Linked DNA regions of Rattus norvegicus: region 1 is linked to region 2. Evidence: chromatin contacts called from public Hi-C data. All regions are on one chromosome and are shown on one strand. Each heading gives the region's core, a stretch centred on a gene start, on an enhancer-like site or on the middle of the called end of the contact. The rest is flanking DNA. Distances are from core to core; before and after follow the strand shown. Region 1 holds the start of Map4k4 (mitogen-activated protein kinase kinase kinase kinase 4). Region 2 holds the start of Rfx8 (regulatory factor X8).

Region 1 (6,267 bases), core at 2,864-5,363, 180 kb after region 2:
GCTCCCTCCTCTTCTTTCCCTTCTGGCTTCTATGAGATGAATGACTATGTCTTGGAATGTGCCCCCTGCCACAGTGTGTCGTCTCGCTGTAGGTTGAGAAGCAACAGGGTCAATGTATCATGGACTGAAACCTCCCAGGCTGAGGAAATAGAGCTTTCTCTTGCTATATTGAAGGTCAATTAACATACTCTGTCTCTAAGGATCCTGACGGGAGTCTTTTGCCCCATATGGCTGAGATCTTCACTCTTTCAAGTTTTCTTTCTTTATCTAAGACATCAATTTTACTCCCTGACCTAAAATGCCAGGTTGGTACTTATTTTCCAGTTTACCACTTTCTCAGTTTGTGTTCTCAATTGGATACTATTTTAGTAACTTTTCTGTTGTTGTGACAAGACACCATAAATAAAGCAGCTTATAGAAGGGCTTATTTGGGGCTTACAGTTCCAGAGGGATAGTCATCTATCATTATCGTGGCAGGGAGCAGGGCAGGAGGAGGCAGGAAGCAACAGCTCAGAGCTCACATTCTGATCCACAAGCAGGAGGCAGAGAAGCACTGGGAATAATGTGTGTTTTCTGAAGCCTTAAGCCCACCCCCAGTGACACGCCTCTTCCAACAAGGCCACACCTACTAATCCTTCCCAAACAGTTCCACCAACTGGGACCAAGTACTCAAACAGATGAGTCCATGGTTCCCTTCTCATTTTAAACTACCACAGATACCTAACAACCAGGACTTATCCCCACCCAAATTCCTATGCTGAAGCTTTGACTTTCTCCTCTCTATAGGTTTGTAAGGGGAGGTAGGGTCCTTGGGAAAGTAATACAGGTGTGCTAAGTTGAGCTGAGGAGATGGTTCAGTGGTTAGGGTCACTTGGCTGAGAATCCGGGCCTTGTTTCTCAAATCCATATCAGATGGGTCAAAAATGACTGTAATTTCAGTTCCAGGGTGCTCTGATGGCCTCTCTGGCCTTTTGGTGCCCAGACCAACAGGCAAACACACATACATATTAAAAATAAAACAAAAACAAACCAACAAGGGCGGATCCTACAGCACTTGCTTTTCTTTCTTTCTTTCTTTCTTTTTTTTTTTAAAGATTTTATTTATTTTATCTATGTAAGTACACTGTTGCTATCTTCAGGCACACTAGAAGAGGGCATCAGATCCCATTACAGATGGTTGTAAGCCACCATGTAGTTGCTGGGAATTGAACTCATGACCTCTGGAAGAGCAGACGGGTGTTCTTAACCGCTGAGCCATCTCTCCAGCCCTGCACTTGCTTTTCTTAATCAGGCACCCAGGTGGATATCTTCCAGATAGGAAGAGCCTTAGTTAAAACTAAGAAGTCGGAAACCTTCATCTTAGACACAGAGCCTCTGAGGTATAAAAAAGTAATCCATCTATCAGCAGGGGATAGTTGCCAAGATCTTCAATGGGTGTCTGAAAATGGAGAGAGTGTCTAAACACACACATTGATACACAGACACAGATGTGGGTATGATACATATGTATCATCTTCCTATACATACCTGATACAATTTAATTCATGATGTAGGCACAGGGATTTACTAAAAACAGTAATAAAGTAAAATAGGTATAACAATATATGTAATAGGTTGTTTAACTTGTGAAATGTATCCAGAACTTTTCATTTAAGTTTTCAGACTGAAGTTGGTCTCAGGTAAAGGACACCACAGGAAGGAAAAATCTAACCGAGGCTGCCATGCTAAAGCTACCCAGTTCAAGGTGTTTTCTAGAATTAGGTGAACTGATACATGGGCGTTTTCAGCAAGGCTTTACCCACAGAGCTAGTTTCAAGCGGGGCAGATGTGAGACTGTTTCATTTACTTTGGCTTTGGGTTCAAGAGCAAACATTTGGTCCCTGTTACCCAGCAAGCCCCATCTTTCCCTCTGCTCCTAGTTAGCAAGTGCAGAGTTCTGAACCACAGGTAGAGGGGTTACCCTTTGACTCTATGCCGCTTTCTGGAATCCCTTCGTGTTTCAAGTCTTTGGAGAATCTACCCTCCTGTGACCTAGTCACAGCCCTCACTGCTCCTGCTTCAGCTCTGGCTTCTTATTTGCCTTCCTTATCTCTTGCCTCTATCTGGAATACCAAAGAGGAAATAGGCTGAGAGGTTAGACAGCGGGAGCAAGGTTGCACAATTGATAAATAATAGAGCCAGGGTTTAAACCCAGTTCAGCTTTGCCCTAAATCCTGCAGACTTTCAGAGAACACAGTTTAGTGTCCCTTCTGTCTGGCTGGAATTACAATATTATATTGTGGGTATTTATAAACCACCCCATGGCTGTTAGCTGTAAGTTCTCTGAGGACACATTGGAATGCTCTTTCAGATATCCTGGGCGCTGGCTTGCCCTTTTAATAATAGATACTGCCTTGAAAATGGAAAACAACGGCTTCATTGCTGATCCTGCTCACTGCAACTTAGGATGGGTGGTTGTGGGGGGATTTGGATGTGGTGGTTCTGAAGTGATGGGGGGGGGAGGATTCGTATAGATAAGAAGAAGTGGTATGAGGAAGGGCCTCCATGTCATAGGTCTGATGTTAACCTGTAGAAGAGCTGGGGGGAGGCTGCCGTATCTGTATAGCCATCAGCTGTGCACAGTGGGAGAGGTAAATCTTCAGATTTTATTTCCGGATGCCTAAAGCTGCAAAATTAAGAGTACCACTGGAGGTTAATGTGAAGAACAGTAAGATAACACATATGAAATGGTTGGCATACGTCACTATATTATTAATAATAACAAAGCCAAACTAGAAAAGCGCTAACAAACTCACAAACATTTTTGTTACTGTGTTTCCTAATAAAGAGATATCGGGATAATTTCACTTTACAATAGAGTCTCGTGTCAAACATCTTAGAAGAAACACCTAAGAAACATCTTAGAAGAAAAGCTTAAACAGCAGAGTGCTGGACATTGTCTGGGGGGCAGCCAACATGAACTCTGGGTATAAGCTGAAGTTGTGAGAACGCCTGCTCCTCCCTAGGTTAGGGTCTTTAGGGTTTGAGTACATCACTTGTAGTATTTGGGGTTTTCTACTTCGAGGCCATAAGGTGTGTACTGCTTAAATCAGAACAGTGTATGAGTGTATGGGGAGGGAAAGAGGTGCAGAACGTTAGTAGTGACAATTAGAAGGCCCATGAAACAGAGTGGATTTTGATCTTGGGGGCGCCCTGGAACACCAAGCTTAGCTTCATCTGTTAACTTAATAGGCCTATTCTAGGCCTTCCACATGTGGGAGTCAAGCAGTTTTACAGCGATCTTACAACACTACCTGGCTATTCTGGGGGTACTGTTGAGAACACCAGCTGTAAGGTATTATCGAGCCACTAAACATGTTTTTGGCTGGTCCCGAAGAGGGACAGTACTTGAATTGACTAGCTGACTTGCTGTAGCGTGCTGAAAGAAGCCTGTTTGGTGACCGTGGTGATCTCCAGATATTGTCCGGGTTTAGATCGGAGCAGAGGGCTCGCCCTCCCGCCCGCCCGTGGGCCACACGCGCTCGGGGACACAGCAGCGAGCAATCACAGCGACTGTTTTGGATTCGCCCGGACGATCAAGTGATGCTCGGTGAATCTTTCAACAGTAACCACGCCACAAACTGAGCCTGGAAAAGAGAAAGGAAAGAAAAACACCGTGGTGGGAGTGGGTGGGCGAAGGAAACCAGGGTCTTCGGGACCGACGGGCCGTAGGCGGCGGAGAGGACAGAGGCCGGACCCAGCGCGCCCGGGCACACCCTCTCTCCGGCAAGCAGCGCGAGTGGGTGTCCACCGGGCCGCCGAGCCGCTCGTAGTCTCTCAGTCATTGTTAGCGGAGGCTGGGGCGTTCCGCCGCGCCCCGCACCTCCTCCGGGAAGGCCCCGAGGGCTCCCGGCCCCACCCGGGGCCCGGCTGCCATCCGCCGAGGGCCGGCCGCCCCGCCATTGTTCGAGCCCCACCCCTGCTGAATATTCACGCGGGCGGGCGAGCGAGGGCGAGGGCCGGGTTCCACCCGCTCTCCCGGCGGAGGGGGCGGGGGAGCCGCTCGCCCCTCCTCAGCGGCGCCGGTCGGTGCCCCGCGTCCCCGCCCCCGCCCCCGCCTCCCGCGGCATCTTTGTTTCGCGGCCTCGCGTTCGCTTGCTCGCTCGCCGCGCTCTCCGGCCCCAGCTCCGGGCGGCTCGTGCAGGCGCGCGCGCGCGGGGCGCCGGGGCCTGAGGCGGCGGGCGACGCCCGGGGGGTGGGTGGGGGCCGAGGGAGGGCCGCCGCGCCATGGTGTGAGCCCCGTGGCCCGCGCTCGCCGCGCTCCGCTCAGACCAGACGACACGCCGCGCCGGCGGCGGCCTGCTTGTGCGGCCCGAGCCCCGGCGCCGCCGAGCCCCTGCCCGTCGCTCGCTCGCTCGCCTGCTCTTGGGGCGGCGACCCGGGGAAGATGGCGAACGACTCTCCGGCTAAAAGCTTGGTGGACATCGACCTGTCGTCCCTGCGGGTGAGTGCGGCCGCGCCCTGCGCGCCGCGGTGGACACGGACACCCGCGGGCGCGGCGGCCCCTTTGTCTGCTGGGCGAGCGGGCGGGCGGCTTCCGCGGCGCTCCCGGGGACCCGGCGGGGCGAGCCTTTGTCACCGCCCTGCATCCCTCCCTCCGCCCGCTCGTCCTCCTCGGTCGGGGTCCCCCTTTTGAGATGATAACCTCCCCCTCCTCTCTCCCCAGGACCCTGCTGGGATTTTTGAGCTGGTGGAAGTGGTTGGAAATGGCACCTATGGACAAGTCTATAAGGTCGGTGTGGGGCGCCTTTGTTCCCCGTGGCGTGGAGAAACTTCTTAGGGGACGAGGGAAAGGGTGACGGAACACTGCTGACTGCAGGCCGTGCTGCCTGGCCAAAGTTGAGAAAGGGGTTTTCGCCTGGCTTTTCTTGTTTCTTGTTTCTTTTTGTTTTTCGCCTGTGTTCAGACTGGCCTTAAAAGACCTCATTTCCTGGCTTTGAGATAAAGGAAATAAGCTACACTGTTAGGCATGCACTTAGCTTCAGCAAAATAGAAAAGGAATTTTGTGTTCGAGGGCGACCGAAGGGTCCCCCCCCCCATCCCCCTTTCCTCCAAATCTGGCCTCCATGCGTTTGCATTTGTATGTGAATTAAGATTCAGTGTAGACAGGCCTTGCCTATGATTACACTCAACCACTGCCTTGGGATTCTTGAGAATTGTCATCATGCCTTGGGAGTGCTTGCCAAAAGGATTTAACTTGGGGAGATTGGCTTTACCTGGAACTGCTCTTACCCTCTTCTGGTGGACAGTATTTTGGGGAAGCCGAGAGGAGTGTGCTTTTGGGCCACAGGAGCAGAAGGAATTACAGTGTGGGTATTATAAAATGTGAATTCCAGGAATAACCTGTGTGACAGCTGTGTAATTGAGATGGCTAGGAGGAGAGAGAGCTAAGGTGTAGACAGGATGCCTGCTTCACACCCACCACCCCTTCTCTTTCTTTAAATGTACCCTCCTCTCCAGGCTGCAAAGGAAACTAAGGGAGCTGTGAGTTCGTGCTGAGTAGCTGGCCCCTGATGTTGCTAACTGTTGTTGTTCATTCCGTTTTGCTCGTTCTAGAACTAGAAGTGGGGCTCAGGCTCCTAAGTGTTTAAAAACACGAACAAAGCAAAAAAAAAAAACACAAAACAAACAAAGCAAAAAACCCTTTTAAGTTCTCTTTCCTGGTTTCTTTCTTGTTAGCAAATGGTTTTCTGGAATTATCTTTGCTTGGGGAGTTTTCTAGTTACTGGGACTGGGTCAAGGTTGAGCTACAAAGGAAAAAAAAATATCTTGTGAAGGAGGGCTTTGTGACTCGCCATGAAGAATTGTCATTGTTTCCTTAAAAATGGGGGTGGTGGTTGAAGCTGACTGTAGACATTTTCTGAGGCCAAATTAAGTGTGGATTCTATTGTCCCTTTTCTGTTTTATGAATAGGGTTTATGTGCTTCTGATTGCTTCTCCCAGTTCCAGCTTCTCCCTTCCCCCACCACAGGGCCTGGATGGTGGTGTGGACCGGCCTGTGGTCTGAGCCTGAGTCAGTGCTCTTAGGTGATCTCAAGTGAATTAGCATGTTTTGTTGGTTAACTGTTGGGGCCTGGGCCAAATTTTTGAATTTGAAAGGGAGCCCCGTTAACTGCCTGCTGGGTCCAACTGAATTTGGAAGGCTTTGGAAAATTTTGGAAAAAGACTGTTGCAACTCACTGAGCAGCTGGCTGGTAACTGGCTTAAAGACACTCTTCCCAGCTCCAG
Region 2 (6,337 bases), core at 3,152-5,651:
GAGACTATGGGTTTTCAGTTGTTGGCACTGTTAAGGTTTGGGTTTTTATTGCAGGGGAATTTGCATGTTAAAAAGGAAGTAGATACGGTCTGGTGGACCTTTACAGAGCTGCAGCTGAGATTTGCCTGGTCGACTGCAAGATGCCACAGTGGAGAATGAAGGAGTCCAGGCTGGTGGGATGGTATGGATGTTGACTGGTCCCCGAGTCCCACTGACAGACTGACCTCTACCTTATGGTGGAACCTTTAGAACTGGTTAAGGAAGTTAAATGACTTTGATGGGGCTATTTCTACCCAGGGTCCCCTCCTCTCTGATTTACAGCTGCCAGTAACAGTACTGGTCCCTAAGATACTCTCCACAATGCTCTGTCCTGCTGCAGACACATGAACAACGGGGCCAGCTGAGGACTGACAACTCTGGAGGAGCTATTAGTTAAACTATATTTCTTATTAACCTGACTTTTTTCAACAATTGCCATTTTTATCTCTCCCATTATAATGTAAATATAATAAGCAAGAAAGCCACAGATATTGCGGCTGGCACAGGGACCCCAGGGAGCGCAGCCCAGTGAAGTATCTGCTCCGGTAAGCCTGACCTCTATCGCATGTGACTCCGAGGAGAGGGTGTGAGACAGGTGACTACCACAGGTGACTCTGCTTAAGGGGCTGCTAGTGTGCCACCAAAATGTGCCTGCATGTTACCTGAGGTTGGATGCCAGGGCCTGACCGAGCCAGGTCCCCACGGTCTGTTTCTACACTATTGTGTCCAGTCTTGTGCTCCCCAGGCTGTCTCTTCCTGTCTCTGATGTGGAGACCTTATTCCCCCAGACTAGCCAACACCCCAACATAATTTATCATGTGCAGATGACAGTGGTACTTACGTCCCAAACAGGACCCTACCCAACTAACAGATAGTTGTCCCTCCTAGCGCCGACTGGAAAACAGGAGCTGAAATAATGCAGAAATGGGGCTCTTCTTCTACAGGACAACATCTGGGGCCTCTCCCTGCTTTCTTGAGCTGCCTGCCAGGGCTCCTCCAGCTCTTGGCCACTGCTGCCCCTCCCTCTGGATAGCCTGGTCTCTTTGTTCCAAGGTTCTACATTAGACACTGGAACAGTGGTTGAATGCCAACGTTAAGAGAATTGAAGTCTTTTGGCTCTCTCAACCCTGCAGAACTTGTGGCCAAGTATGTCAATCAGACTTGTTGCTCAAATGCACCCTCGGTTATCACCAAAAGGGACATGGGCCACTTGCCTTGCCTCTCCACAAGCTACCTAAGAGGATTCCCAAGTATTTTAAACTTTGTAGTTATTCTTTCAAATCTCTGTAGCAAAGTTCAACACCCAGAAGCAAGCAGTGGTGAGCTGAAGTAGTTAATTAAGGCATGGAACTGACTTTTTCTGCTAAGAAGGCAGACAAGGGGGTCTGATTACATTTTCCCCCCTCACTCAAGATGAGAAGGGCAATATATTCTCTTTTGGAAGAAAGTAGTAACATTTATAATCATAAACATATTTTTCTCCCCCATCCCCCACACTTCTTACTCAGATGACTCTTTAAAAGTTCTCTCTGAGAAATATTTCTTAAAGCTTACAAGAAGAAAACTGTATGCTGATATAAAATGGTCACCTTATAAAGCTGCAGTCTAAGAACTGGCTTTAATTATTTTCCTATTTATAAAGAGCTGCAAACTCTGAGTTCAGTCCCACGGGCTAAAGTTATTTTTCTTTCTAGTTCCCCTCCCCCATTTAAATAGCCAAGAAATGAATTTCACAAATAATACGGAATGCACTGTTGAAGCTAAAAGTTGTTTTAAGACACTTCCATTCTAGAGCTCATGCCAGGAGGGAAAAATAACAACAACAACAACAACAAAAACCGCTTCCTCCCTGACCAACGCCTGCCTGCGTTCCAGGTCTCAGAACAGACTCAGCTCCTCTCCGGTCCGAACAGGCTGGATTGCTCCCCACGGGAAGTGTGACCCTCCGGGACAGCTAGGTGGAAAACCCGCGCCGGATGCGGATCCGGGACTGTATGTGTGTGAGCCCGTGTCCTCCGCGGGTGTCTCCTGAACCAGGGGTGCTCCTCTCCCGTCCTCCGGGGCTCCCCGCCCGCTGGCAGCGCCCGCCCCGCGGCGTCCCGACGCTCACCACTGGATGATACCCCGGTGCAGGCCGCGGCCGCCCGCAGGGGAGGCCGGCACCGCCTCCGCCATGGCTCGCCCGGCGGGCAGCGAGCGGGGCACCGGTCCTCTCCGCCGTGTTTACTTTAGAGCGGAGGCGCGCGGGGGGCGCGCGCAGCCAGGGGGGAGGATGCTGGGCACACGCCCTGCACTCAGAGGTGCGGGTTGGGGTCGCCTCCACGCCCACCCCCACCAAAGGCCAGAGAGGCACCCCACATGCCGCCGCCCTTCCCCGCCCTGGCCAACTTTGGTTGGACTAACGGATCAAGCTAAGAAACAGCAGAGAAATACCCAAGTATATGCTTCCGGCCAGTTCACTGGCAGTGTTTGATCATCAAGGGTCTGTAACTGGTCAGCACTTGGGAATTACTTGATTATTTTGGCACTTTGAAAAATATTGACTTCTAGCCAACACCTCCTTCCTCACGAGGTTCAATATAATGGGGCCTGGATGGGGGTGCGACGGGGGAGGGAAGTTGGCCTGGGAAAAGTTCTCCTCTGGACCAGAGGCTGTGTCCCAGGTGGCCTAGAAGCTGAAAACAGAATCCCAGGAAGAGGGACCCCAGGTGAAGCTTGAAGTCAAGGTGGTGGCCGGTGGCCGCTGCTGCAGACTGATTCCTCCAAGCCTGCAGTCAGGACAAGGCCTTTCTTGCCCTGTGGACCCAAGTGTGTGTTAACATGACTGTTTTGTGACTGAGGGGCCAGCTGTCTCAGAAGCTCACATCTTTCTTGGGGAAATAGTCAATTGTATCCAGTGCTACTGGACAGGTACTGACCAAACACGTCAAGAGTCCAACCGTGGGGACATGACATTGGCTGCTCACTGGTTACAAGGACGTCTTAATCCAGATGAAAAACATACTTGCTAACGTCAACCCTCAACTTACGAATGAGTGAAGGCTTACTTATGAATGAATGAACAGCTGTCCACCAAGCATCTGAAGAGATGATAGACTCAAGATGACAAGGAGATGCAAGCCCAGGCTGTAATGGAATGACTTTTTTTTTTTAAGACTTATTTTATTTTATGTGAGTACGCTGTCTCTGTCTTCAGACGCACCAGAAGAGGGCATTGGATCCTACTACAGATGGCTGTGAGCCACCATATGGTTGCTGGGATTTGAACTCATGACCTCTGGAAGAGCAGTCAGTGCTCTTAACTGCTGAGCCATCTCTCCAGCCTTGGAATGACTTTTAAAAATAGAAAGCAAATGTTGATGAACAGGGAGAGAAGACTGGGACCCTTGCTTCCTGATGCTGGCAGTTTAAAGTGGAGCCATTGCTATGGGAAACACTGACTGCTCTGCTAACCGGGGTTAGCAAGGGACCAGGTGGTGCCCACTTCTAGATGCACTCAAACTGAGAGCAAGCACTGAAGTGTGTGCAGCCCCGAGTTCATAGCAACACCATCCATGGGGACGCCATCCAAGTGTCACGGACAGACAGATGGGCAAAGAAGATGTGGCATATCCCAACCATAATCCAGTATTCCTTCTGAAAAAGTAATGAGACTCAGACACGTGCTACAATCTGGTAGGATTTTAAAACTCTTACACTAATCCAGGGATGCCCCAAAGGGTGCTCCTCCTTACACATCTGGTCATCAAACTCAGAGAAAATAAATGGTAGTTGTCTAGCTGTATTTGGGAAGGGCATTTATTAATTAGGGAATTTGTATCTATCACGGTGGAGTTTCAGTCTAGCACAGTGGTTCTCACTTTGTGGGTTGTGAACCCCTCCATGGGGGTTGCCGAAGACCACCAGAAAACACAGATATTTACATTATGACTCACGATGGTAACAAAATTATGAAGTAGTGGCAAAAATAATTTTTTCTACTTAAAAGGGTGAAGCATCAGGATTGAAGACCCCTGGTCTTGCACAATGAAAACCTCTGGAGATAGATTGTCTCTGTTGGACAGTGTGTATATACTCAATGTTGTTGAGTAAATGGGAAAATGTTTTATGTGATACACACTGACCACCTTTTGAAACAAACACACCTATTTAAAAGCGACTTACAACAGCAGGGCAGAGATTCATTAAGACCATGAAAGGGGGGCTGGAGAGATGGCTCAGCGGTTAAGAGCACCCGACTGCTCTTTGTCATGAGTTCAATTCCCAGCAACCACATGGTGGCTCACAACCATCTGTAAAGAGATCCGATGCCCTCTTCTGGTGTATCTGAAGACAGCTACAGTGTACTTATATATAATAAATAAATAAAATAAATCTTTAAAAAAAAAAAAAAGACCATGAAAGGGCCAACTGCCTCCCACATTTGGGTACATCCGTTTGTGGCAGCCTCCCTTCCTTGGGAACAGCATCATTGGGTAAGCTTCCAAGGTGGTTCCAAAGGAGCAATTACAGGACATTCAAGGAAGAACCTTACCCTGAGGTGTGACTAAGTCACTGGAGCTGATACAGGATGGTGTCTGGGCCTTCTTGGGGACACTGCACTACACTGGGTGAATTCAGCCTTGTCCTCAGGCAGAATGTTCAGGGCTGGATTGAGTGGAGGGTCCGTGAGCTGATTCAGTCAACAAGTGGTACCATTGCTAATGTACTTTTCTCAGCTCAGTTTCTTTGTTCTTGAAAAGCTGATTTAAAAACCACCTGGTAGGGACAAACGATGTTGCATCATGCTCTCAGAGCTGGAGGCTGAGAGGGATTCTGGAGAGCATCCCTCAGGGCAGGGAAGGCCAGGTGTAGATGTAGGTGAGACGCTGGTCTCAGGCTCATCCAGGAGAAACAGCTGCCAGGAGAGAGGGGAGTAAGATGGCAACTTCATTGAAGAAATAGCAACAAGAGAAAAAATAAGGAGAGAACGGCTGGGAAAGACACCCCCACCCCCACGGCAGCTGTCTCCCAGCCAGCCCTCTTTCTCTAGTTGTGTCTCCAAGTGCAGCTAGGTCCTTTGCTGCTCCAAGAAGAGCATGGAGATTCCCCTTGTCGTTTATCCCTGGGCTTCCCTCAGTGAGCCTGTGGCTCCTGCTCACAGGTTCAGGGCAACAGAGGCCATGGCTCCTCCCATCCCAGAGGCTGCTTCATCATCAGCTCAACCCCCTGCCACTCAGGTAAGCGCGCAAGACACTAACTCCTGTCCACAGAGACCAGACATAACCAAGGCCAAGTGCCTGTCTGTCATTCCAGGCCTTGTTACCCCACTTGGATTGTGTAATGTTTGTGTGCCCAACAAGCACCAACGAGTTTCTGGCTTGTGGTTGGACATCGGCAGTACATGTGACACTGTGACTCTTGGGTTGACTACTGGTTTCTGCTAGTTGTTACTTCCAATGTGTGATGTTACAAAATGCAAACATTACCTCATTTTAGCCCAAAGCTATTGAGGCCTGTTGATTAAAGGACTCAGGAAATGAGGCCATGGGGTCGATTTCACACCCCAAGGGCCACCCGAGTCATGTGATCAAGCGTGTGACAGATTCAGACTTTGATTAGTTACATGCCAATGCTGTGACATTCTTAGAAGGTTTACCCTTGGCCTTTGCCTTCTTAATGGGCTAAGTGTGCAAAGGGTGCATGACTTCTTACCCGCAGAATATTTATGGCTTTTATTAGAGTCGAACATAAAACTACCTAAGTGCTAAGTAAAAAGTCTAGACACCATTTTCGTTTCAAAGGATGATTCACAGCAACTGACATAACGGAAACTTTGTAGCTGAAGGGACAGCCTGGCCCATGCTTCTAATACTCCCATACTAGAAAAGCCCTTTTCTGTCTGATTCTGACTCAACATCTCCACTTTCCTACACAAAGGGAAAGGAAATAGGTTTGAATGTTTCTATTATATAGAATCTCAGTTCTTTAAGCTGCATCTTATGCACACAATGCTCCTGGGACTGAGAATGTATCTCTTACAGCTACATTGACTTCTTTTTCCTCCTTCAGGCTAATTGGTCTCTAGATTATCCAATTAGTCTGGATTCACCTTCTGAGAGGGCAGCAGCTGGGCTTTCTATGTGCACAAAGCCACCTCTGATGATCCTGGGTGCTTAATTGTTCAATTCTTGCAATTATTCACGTTCTGGGGATGGACCCAGGTGCCTCCAGGCACTGATAGGTTTTTAAGTAAAGCTAATGAGCACACGGAAAGCACTGGGCCAGAGACTCACCATGTAGCAGGCAGTTGAGCAAA

The links. A called contact is a pair of places that touch in the nucleus more often than the background predicts.
Region 1: a Hi-C map of Schwann cells shows a contact between it and region 2, with 4 times the contacts expected there. The contact joins the promoter of Map4k4 here to the promoter of Rfx8 in region 2. A contact is called at or near these places in 1 of 12 Hi-C or Micro-C datasets (Schwann cells) and 1 of 1 datasets of contacts at active chromatin or transcription factors (oligodendrocytes).

What each region holds. Positions count from the first base shown.
Region 1 is chr9:49,692,587-49,698,853 of GRCr8, forward strand. Map4k4 (mitogen-activated protein kinase kinase kinase kinase 4) reads left to right here and starts at 4,114. Exons shown (of 32, transcript NM_001401996.1): 1 at 4,114-4,483; 2 at 4,706-4,771. The coding sequence starts at 4,427.
Region 2 is chr9:49,512,722-49,519,058 of GRCr8, forward strand. Rfx8 (regulatory factor X8) reads right to left here and starts at 4,402. Exons shown (of 14, transcript XM_039084547.1): 1 at 2,150-4,402. The coding sequence starts at 2,214. LOC108351918 (a long non-coding RNA gene) reads left to right here and starts at 3,335. Exons shown (of 3, transcript XR_010054767.1): 1 at 3,335-3,714.